Regions from separate parts of the Ovis aries genome. Here region 1 is linked to region 2. A link is a contact called in public Hi-C data. All regions are on one chromosome and are shown on one strand. Each heading gives the region's core, a stretch centred on a gene start, on an enhancer-like site or on the middle of the called end of the contact. The rest is flanking DNA. Distances are from core to core; before and after follow the strand shown. Region 1 has its middle 23 kb from the start of MASP1. Region 2 holds the start of SST (somatostatin).

Region 1 (3,378 bases), core at 305-2,804, 330 kb before region 2:
ATGAAAGTGAAAAGAGAAAGTGAAGTCATTCAGTCGTGTCCAACTCTTAGCGACCCCATGGATTACAGCCTACCAGGCTCCTCCATCCATGGGATCTTTCCAGGCAAGAGTACTTGAGTGGGGTGCCACTGCCTTCTCCAGTGATTTTCCCTACTTCCTTCAATTTAAGTCTGAATTTGACAATAAGGAGTTCATGATCTGAGCCACAGTCAGCTCCCAGTCTTGTTTTTGCTGACTGTATAGAGCTTCACTATCTTCGGCTGCAAAGAATATAATCAATCTGATTTTGATGTTGACCATCTGGTGATGTCCATGTGTAGAGTCTTCTCTTGTGTTGTTGTAGAGGGTGTTTGCTATGACCAGTGTGTTCTCTTGGCAAAACTCTATTAGACTTGGCCCTTCATTCCATACTCTAAGGCCAAATTTGCCTGTTACTCCAGGTGTTTCTTGACTTCCTGCTTTTGCATTCCAGTCCCCTATAATGAAAAGGACATCTTTTTGGGGTGTTGGTTCTAAAAGGTCTTGTAGATCTTCATAGAACCGTTCAACTTCAGCTTCTTCAGCATTACTGGTTGGGGCATAGGCTTGGATTACCGTGATATTGAATGGTTTGCCTTGGAAATGAACAGAGATCAGAGAACTCTAGGGGCGGGGCCCAGCGGTCTGTGTTATAAGAAGCTCCCAGGTAATTCCAAGGCAGCAAAAGTGTGAAAATTACTGTTCTAGGGAAATGAGGCAAAAGGAAGCTGAGGACCTGACTATTCAGCTCTGCTTCCCAAGCACAGTCAGAACCTCCCTAATTGTGGTTAAAGAGGGTAAATTTCTCAAATCTCTTCTGAGTAGATAAAGAAGACAGGATATGAAAAGAAATAAGAAAGGAAAGACTTTTCTCAGCAGGAAAAACAGGTATCTGATTTTCCTGGATCCTCTATTGCTTCTCCAGAGACCACCCATGCCTTCCAACAAAAATCTCTGGGTCTAAGCTTCTGCAGGTGCCATCCAAAGGGACACAGGTAGCAAGGGAGCAGTGGCAGCATTCCAAGAACTTAAAAGTTCATGAAACCTTGGGAGGAATCTAAGAGCTCAGCCACCCGGTTCTTCATCTGATGCTTCAGTTTCTATCAACCTCTGAAGGGAACTCACTCCCATTCAAAAGCCTAGAGTTCTAAAAAAGTTCTTTCACTGGATACCAGAACAGGGCTGTGCCTTCTTGCTCATTCTGATATTCTTACTCCCCCTGCTCCCACAGGGCTCAATAAGTGCTAGCTGAATGAATGGATGGATGAATGAACTAATGAGCAGGCATTCTGCCCAGTTTATGTGCTTAGAATCACAGTCTTCCTATGAAGGAGGGTGGCAGCAGTGTGCCTGGGACACTGCTTCTGTGACCCACCTTGCTGAGGGTAGGAGCCCTTTGAACTTGAGATGAATGGGAGAGCTCCAGACTAAGAGGTCCCTGGCATGGGGAGACGACTCTTTCAAGTGTTCTGAGTGTCAGGGCCCAGTGGCAGCTTTCCTCCATTGGCAATGACTTATTACATTCCTGAATAAGTGAAGGGAAATTAAATCCATATGTTCTGGAGTTATTTGCACAATACTCAGCAAGATGCTGCCGTTGTGTAAGAGCCATTTGACGTCGGTGGCATGACTTTCTTCTTTCTGTTCTGAGAAGAGTCCCTGAAGAAAAGCCAATTCTACTGTCCCTGAAGAGGGAGGGGCAGGAGCACAGGGGGCAAGTCATCTAGGGCCATCCTGCAGGAAACTCAGCACTTGAGGAGACTGGCAAGTCTCAGAGAGGAGGCCGAGGACAGGGAGACTCCTGCCCAGCTGTACGCCTACATGGGCTCAGCCAGCTGCTGCCAGAACAGCCTCAGTGGAGGGTGGGGTGAAAACAGCTTAAGGAGTTGCTGAAGAACAGGGAGGAGAAGCCGATGCATTGGAAAGATGGGGGCATCAGGAAGAGCACCTGGATTGCATTCCGGTGTAACTTTAGGTAAGTTACTTCCTCCCTTCCAGCCTCAGTTTCCCCTTTAGCAAAGTGTGTGGCTATACTCATGTTCCACCATCCTTACGCATCCCGATAGACTATTCTAGGACCCTTTTTTGTGTGTCTTGCTATGAATATTATCTGGAAATGCCTGGATAATATTTTTACCACAATCCCTATTAAGAAATACATTTCCCAGAGTAACTTAGTATACGTAACTGAAACAAAGTTTTCACAAATCAGTGCTTACCCTTCCTGTAAGCACTGACATGGTGATCAATAGAAAGCAGAGAGACTCCAGAAATAAACCTACACATTTACGGTCAAGTGATTTCCAACCAAGGTGCCAAGGCAATTCAATGAATAAGAACAGCTTTTTTAGGTGGTGGCGGCACAATTGACTATCCATATTCAAAAATACATACATACATATACGCATATGTATATATGCGTATGTACTTCACATGACGCACACAAGTGAATTAAAAATGGATCCTAGATTGAAATATTAAGGGCTAAAAGTAAGTAGTGAACTATGCGCATACATTAACCGCAAGGATGAACCCTCATGAACATTATGTGAAGTGAAAGAAGACAAACATGAACACTAAATACTTTGCGTTTCCACTTACATGACATTTCTAGAAAAGGCAAAACCTTAGAGACGGAGGCAGATCATAGGTTTTCTTGGGCTGTAGGGCTCTGTGTGGGAAATTTGTGGAGTGACAGCAGTATTCTAAAACTGTGATGAATGTTATTCAGCCCTGTAAATGAGCTAAAACGCATCCAATTGTACACTGAAATGGGTGAACTTTACAATATGTACATTATAACTCAAAGAGATATGACAACTAATAAAATTAAACCCAAAGGATAAAGATGATACATGATTTATTCAATTGTGTGTTTTTGAGGGGCGTGATGATTTAGTTCTGGACCACCTCTTATTGTCTTATTAGTCTCTCTTCATATCAGCCACAGCATCACTGCACATAAATATACTACTCATGAATACTAGTCATTTGAAAAGATTAGCTATAGAGTGATTAGGTTTATATTGAACATTAAAACTTTTTTAAGGAGTTTATAAGCCTGAGCAAGTCTTCTAACATTATGCTACACCAACAAATGCCATTCAGTTCAGTTCAGTTCAGTCGCTCGGTGGTGTCTGATTCTTTGTGACCCCATGGACTGTAGCACGACAGGCTTCCCTGTCCATCACCAACTCCCGGAGCTTGCTCAAACTCACATCCATCGAGTCGGTGATGCCATCCAGCCATCTCATCCTCTGTTGTCCCCTTCTCCTCCTGCCTTCGATCTTTCCCAGCATCAGGGTCTTATCCAATGAGTCAGTTTTTCGCATCAAGTGGCCAAAGTATTGGAGCTTCAGT
Region 2 (3,430 bases), core at 303-2,802:
AAATTATCAGAGTTACCAACCAAAACATAATCTTTATTACCACAGGGAATTTTAAACACTGTATCTGTGAGATTTGGAGCATGTGTATTAAATAACTTGACTGAAATCACAAATTAAGTCATATATCATTGAACAGAAATATTTAAGTCAATAAGAAACCAAAATCTTATTTTTCATAATTTCACCATAATTTTATTTTGTATTTACAGTCTTCAATTTCCAACACGAGGGTCTTATTGAGGATTGGAGGGGTTAGGGAGGTGAGATGGGGTTTGGAGAAGAGGAATCAGAGGTCTTATATGGGCAACAATCATTAATAAAGTTAACAGGATGTGAAAGTCTTCCAGAAGAAATTCTTGCAGCCAGCTTTGCGTTCTCGGGGTGCCATGGCGGGGTTTGAGTTAGCAGATCTCTGCAGCTCCAGCCTCATTTCATCCTGCTCAGCAGCCTGGGACAAATCTTCAGGCTCCAGGGCATCGTTCTCTGTCTGGTTGGGTTCAGACAGCAGCTCTGCCAAGAAGTACTTGGCCAGTTCCTGTATGAGGTGGAAGGAAGACAGAAGGAAAGAGGATGAAAATGAGGATGGTGGAGAAGAAAAACCAGAAGAGCTTGGCTTGAAATACAGGTTTAACCACAACCAAACCCCAATTTTCCCAGCTGCGGACTTTTTGTGACACTTAAAATCAGTTAAGGATGTAAAAAAAAACAAGGGCTTTTGCTATATCCACCAAGTTACACAAAGAAGCTTTAAAAACTCAAATGTTTCTGCAAGTTTTCTGCTTCTGTAGGTTTAAAACACACACAAAGAAGGAAATAGATCGTTAGTTTTGCAAAGGTGAAACATAAGCCAATAGTTTAACTCAGTGTCCATATCATGAGCTACAGACTAGAATTGTTCTTACCGTTTTTACTAAGCCACCCTTTAGGGAATGAGACCTTTCACAACCGTAAACATGCTGTGTTCTGGCTGTACAGTGCCCTTTAGCCCCTAGTCCCGCTCCATGGGAGGGAGGTACTGCCTCGCCGCTTCAGAGGTCCGCGCTTTCAGCACCTGGGTCAGCACCTCCCGCGATCAGTACCCGGGAGAGATGCCATTATCGCTCCGAGATCAATTAACCAAGGTCTTGGAATTGTCTTGAATCCCAAAGAACTCACCTGAACTGTGACCTACTGCGCTGATCGGGAAAGAAAAAAAAAAGGTAAAAAGGTATTCTGGACTTTGAAAGTTTTCCCGAGAGCTTTGGTGGCTAAGGGACCCCAAAACGCACCGGCACTCTGGGAGCACCTCAAATTCACCCAAGGGAGCAGGGGCAAGGCGAGGGAAGGTTAGGGGATTCGGGTGAGGGGAAAGAAGACGTCGAGGGAGTCTCCTTACCTGTTTGCCAGCGGCAGCAGCCAGGGATTTCTGCAGAAACTGACGGAGTCGGGGATCCGAGGGCGCGCCGGTGACACCGCCAAGAGCCAGGACGATGGAGAGCGCGGCCAGCGCGCACTGGAGGCGGCAGGACAGCATCTCAGCGGCGGCGGCGAAGCCGAGCTAGAGTGCGGTTGGTCAAACTCCAGGAGCTGATCGCAGGCAGCAGCGACGGCTCGAACCTTGCCTCTCCTAAGGCAGCTTGTGTGCTCTCCTCCGTCTCCCCCTTTTTAAACTCTCTCTCTGACGTCAGACGAGGAGGCGCCCCCAGATCTCACCAGCCCTTTTACGCACCATTACCCTCGTGAAATCAATCACAGAAGTGAGAGGAGGCTGCACAATCAAAAGTAGCTTATTAAAAAAAAATAAATCCTGTACACGCACAGGCCCACGCGATTCCACATGTCGCTCCATCTACACAATTTTTTATATTCACTCAGTGCTATGCACATACGAATTCTATAGTTTCACTCATACAAGTGCACATTCAATTACACACACTCAAACACTCAGCCTCTGCAGAAGCAAATGCGCCAGCACACCTAGCTGCATGCCCATAAATATACCAGACAACTCTATCCATCATCACACTCAGACATTTTAGGAGAAGCAAATGCACAAGTATGAGAGTGTAACAAGTGGAGACCGTCACGAGCACTCCTTGTGACAATGAATGTCAGAGCATTCCTCTAAGAACAGATTTGAAAATGGAATGTGGATTTTAGAAAGATTGAATCATCTTTCTCCATTATCTCTGTGAAAAGCCTTATAGATAAGAAGTCATGGGGCTCTGAAAGAACTTCACTTCTTATAATGGAGAAGAAAGCACCTTAAGTTCACCCACCATCCCTCTTTCTCAGCAGCTGAAACACTTTTAGTCTACCTGCCTTTCCACCGTTACCCTCCCCTGAAAATAATGCTAAAGGAAAAAAAGAAAAATTGACTTGATTTTTGTCCTTGAAACTTGGAACTAGAAAGAAATCTCAGAAACCATCTACTAAACCCCAGAGTTTGAGTCATTGAGCCTAGAAATGGGCAATGAAATTCTCTGACTCACATAGTGCACAGCTGGGGTCAGGACCAGTCCTCCACACTTCAAGGCCAGGGTTCTTTTCACTCAACTCTGAGTTTCCTAATAAGTTCCTGACTAGTAGTCGCAGTTCTAGGTCAGGGACTCCCAGTCTGGACATACAGAAGTCCAGGAACCCCCTGAACGTATGTGACCATTATTGTATGTTTCTGTGCAAAACAGCATTGACAGTACTCTCCCACTCCTCTCACAAATAAAAAGGAAGTTTGAGAAATGCTGGTCTAATTCTAGCTGTGGTCTGGTTAGATGTCTGCTATCCTGATCAGAGTTCTGGCAGCTTTTTTCCTTTTTTTATTTTTTTCTCTCCATGAAATAATTCCTTATCAGGGAAGGGCCAGATGAACCCTGCAGGCTCTTCTGGGACTTATAGTTTATAAGCTCCAAGCTCATAAAAGCTGAAAAAAATTACTGTATCTCCAGAAACCAAGTGAAGCAGACAACATGACTAACCCTGTCTCCAGCCAGGCATCACATATGTATTCTCTATACTAGACCAAGACTGTGGTAAGAGGCAGAAGGGACTGGGAGGTGGACTGAATGGCTTGATTAGTTGTCAGCTTTTCCTTTTGTGTCTGCAAGCTAAGAGAAGGAGTGCCAAAGCTTCCAGGGTTTGGTGAGTCCAGACAAGGCTATGCACAAATGAGGCATCAAAGTCCCTCACAAAAGGAGATAAGCTTTTGAATGCAGTTTCTGGCCTGCTTACAACCCTGAATATTTATTGGAAGGACTGATACTGAAGCTGAAGCTCCAATACTTTGGCTACCTGATTCAAAGAGCTGACTCACTGGAAAAGACCCTGATGCTGGGAAAGATTGAAGGCAAAAGGAAAAGGGGGCCACAGAGGATTAAATCATTGGTTAGCATCACTGACTCAATGGACATGAGCTTGAGCAAACTCCAGGAGAGAGTGAAAGATGGGGAAGCCT

Evidence for each region. Hi-C and Micro-C count contacts between places; a contact is called where the count stands out from the background.
Region 1: a contact with region 2 is called in a Hi-C map of mixed tissues, with 5 times the contacts expected there. The contact joins the enhancer-like site here to the promoter of SST in region 2. A contact is called at or near these places in 13 of 16 Hi-C or Micro-C datasets (blood, hypothalamus, liver and 7 more).

Annotation. Positions count from the first base shown.
Region 1 is chr1:200,777,492-200,780,869 of ARS-UI_Ramb_v3.0, reverse strand. No RefSeq gene overlaps it. Among named protein-coding and RNA genes, the nearest start is that of MASP1, 23 kb to the left of the region's middle. Within about 2 kb of position 1,554, at least 3 of the 54 cell types and tissues checked have an H3K27ac peak or open chromatin away from gene starts, as enhancers often do.
Region 2 is chr1:200,451,455-200,454,884 of ARS-UI_Ramb_v3.0, reverse strand. SST (somatostatin) reads right to left here and starts at 1,552. Exons shown (of 2, transcript NM_001009196.1): 1 at 1,376-1,552; 2 at 304-535. The coding sequence starts at 1,513. The coding sequence ends at 323.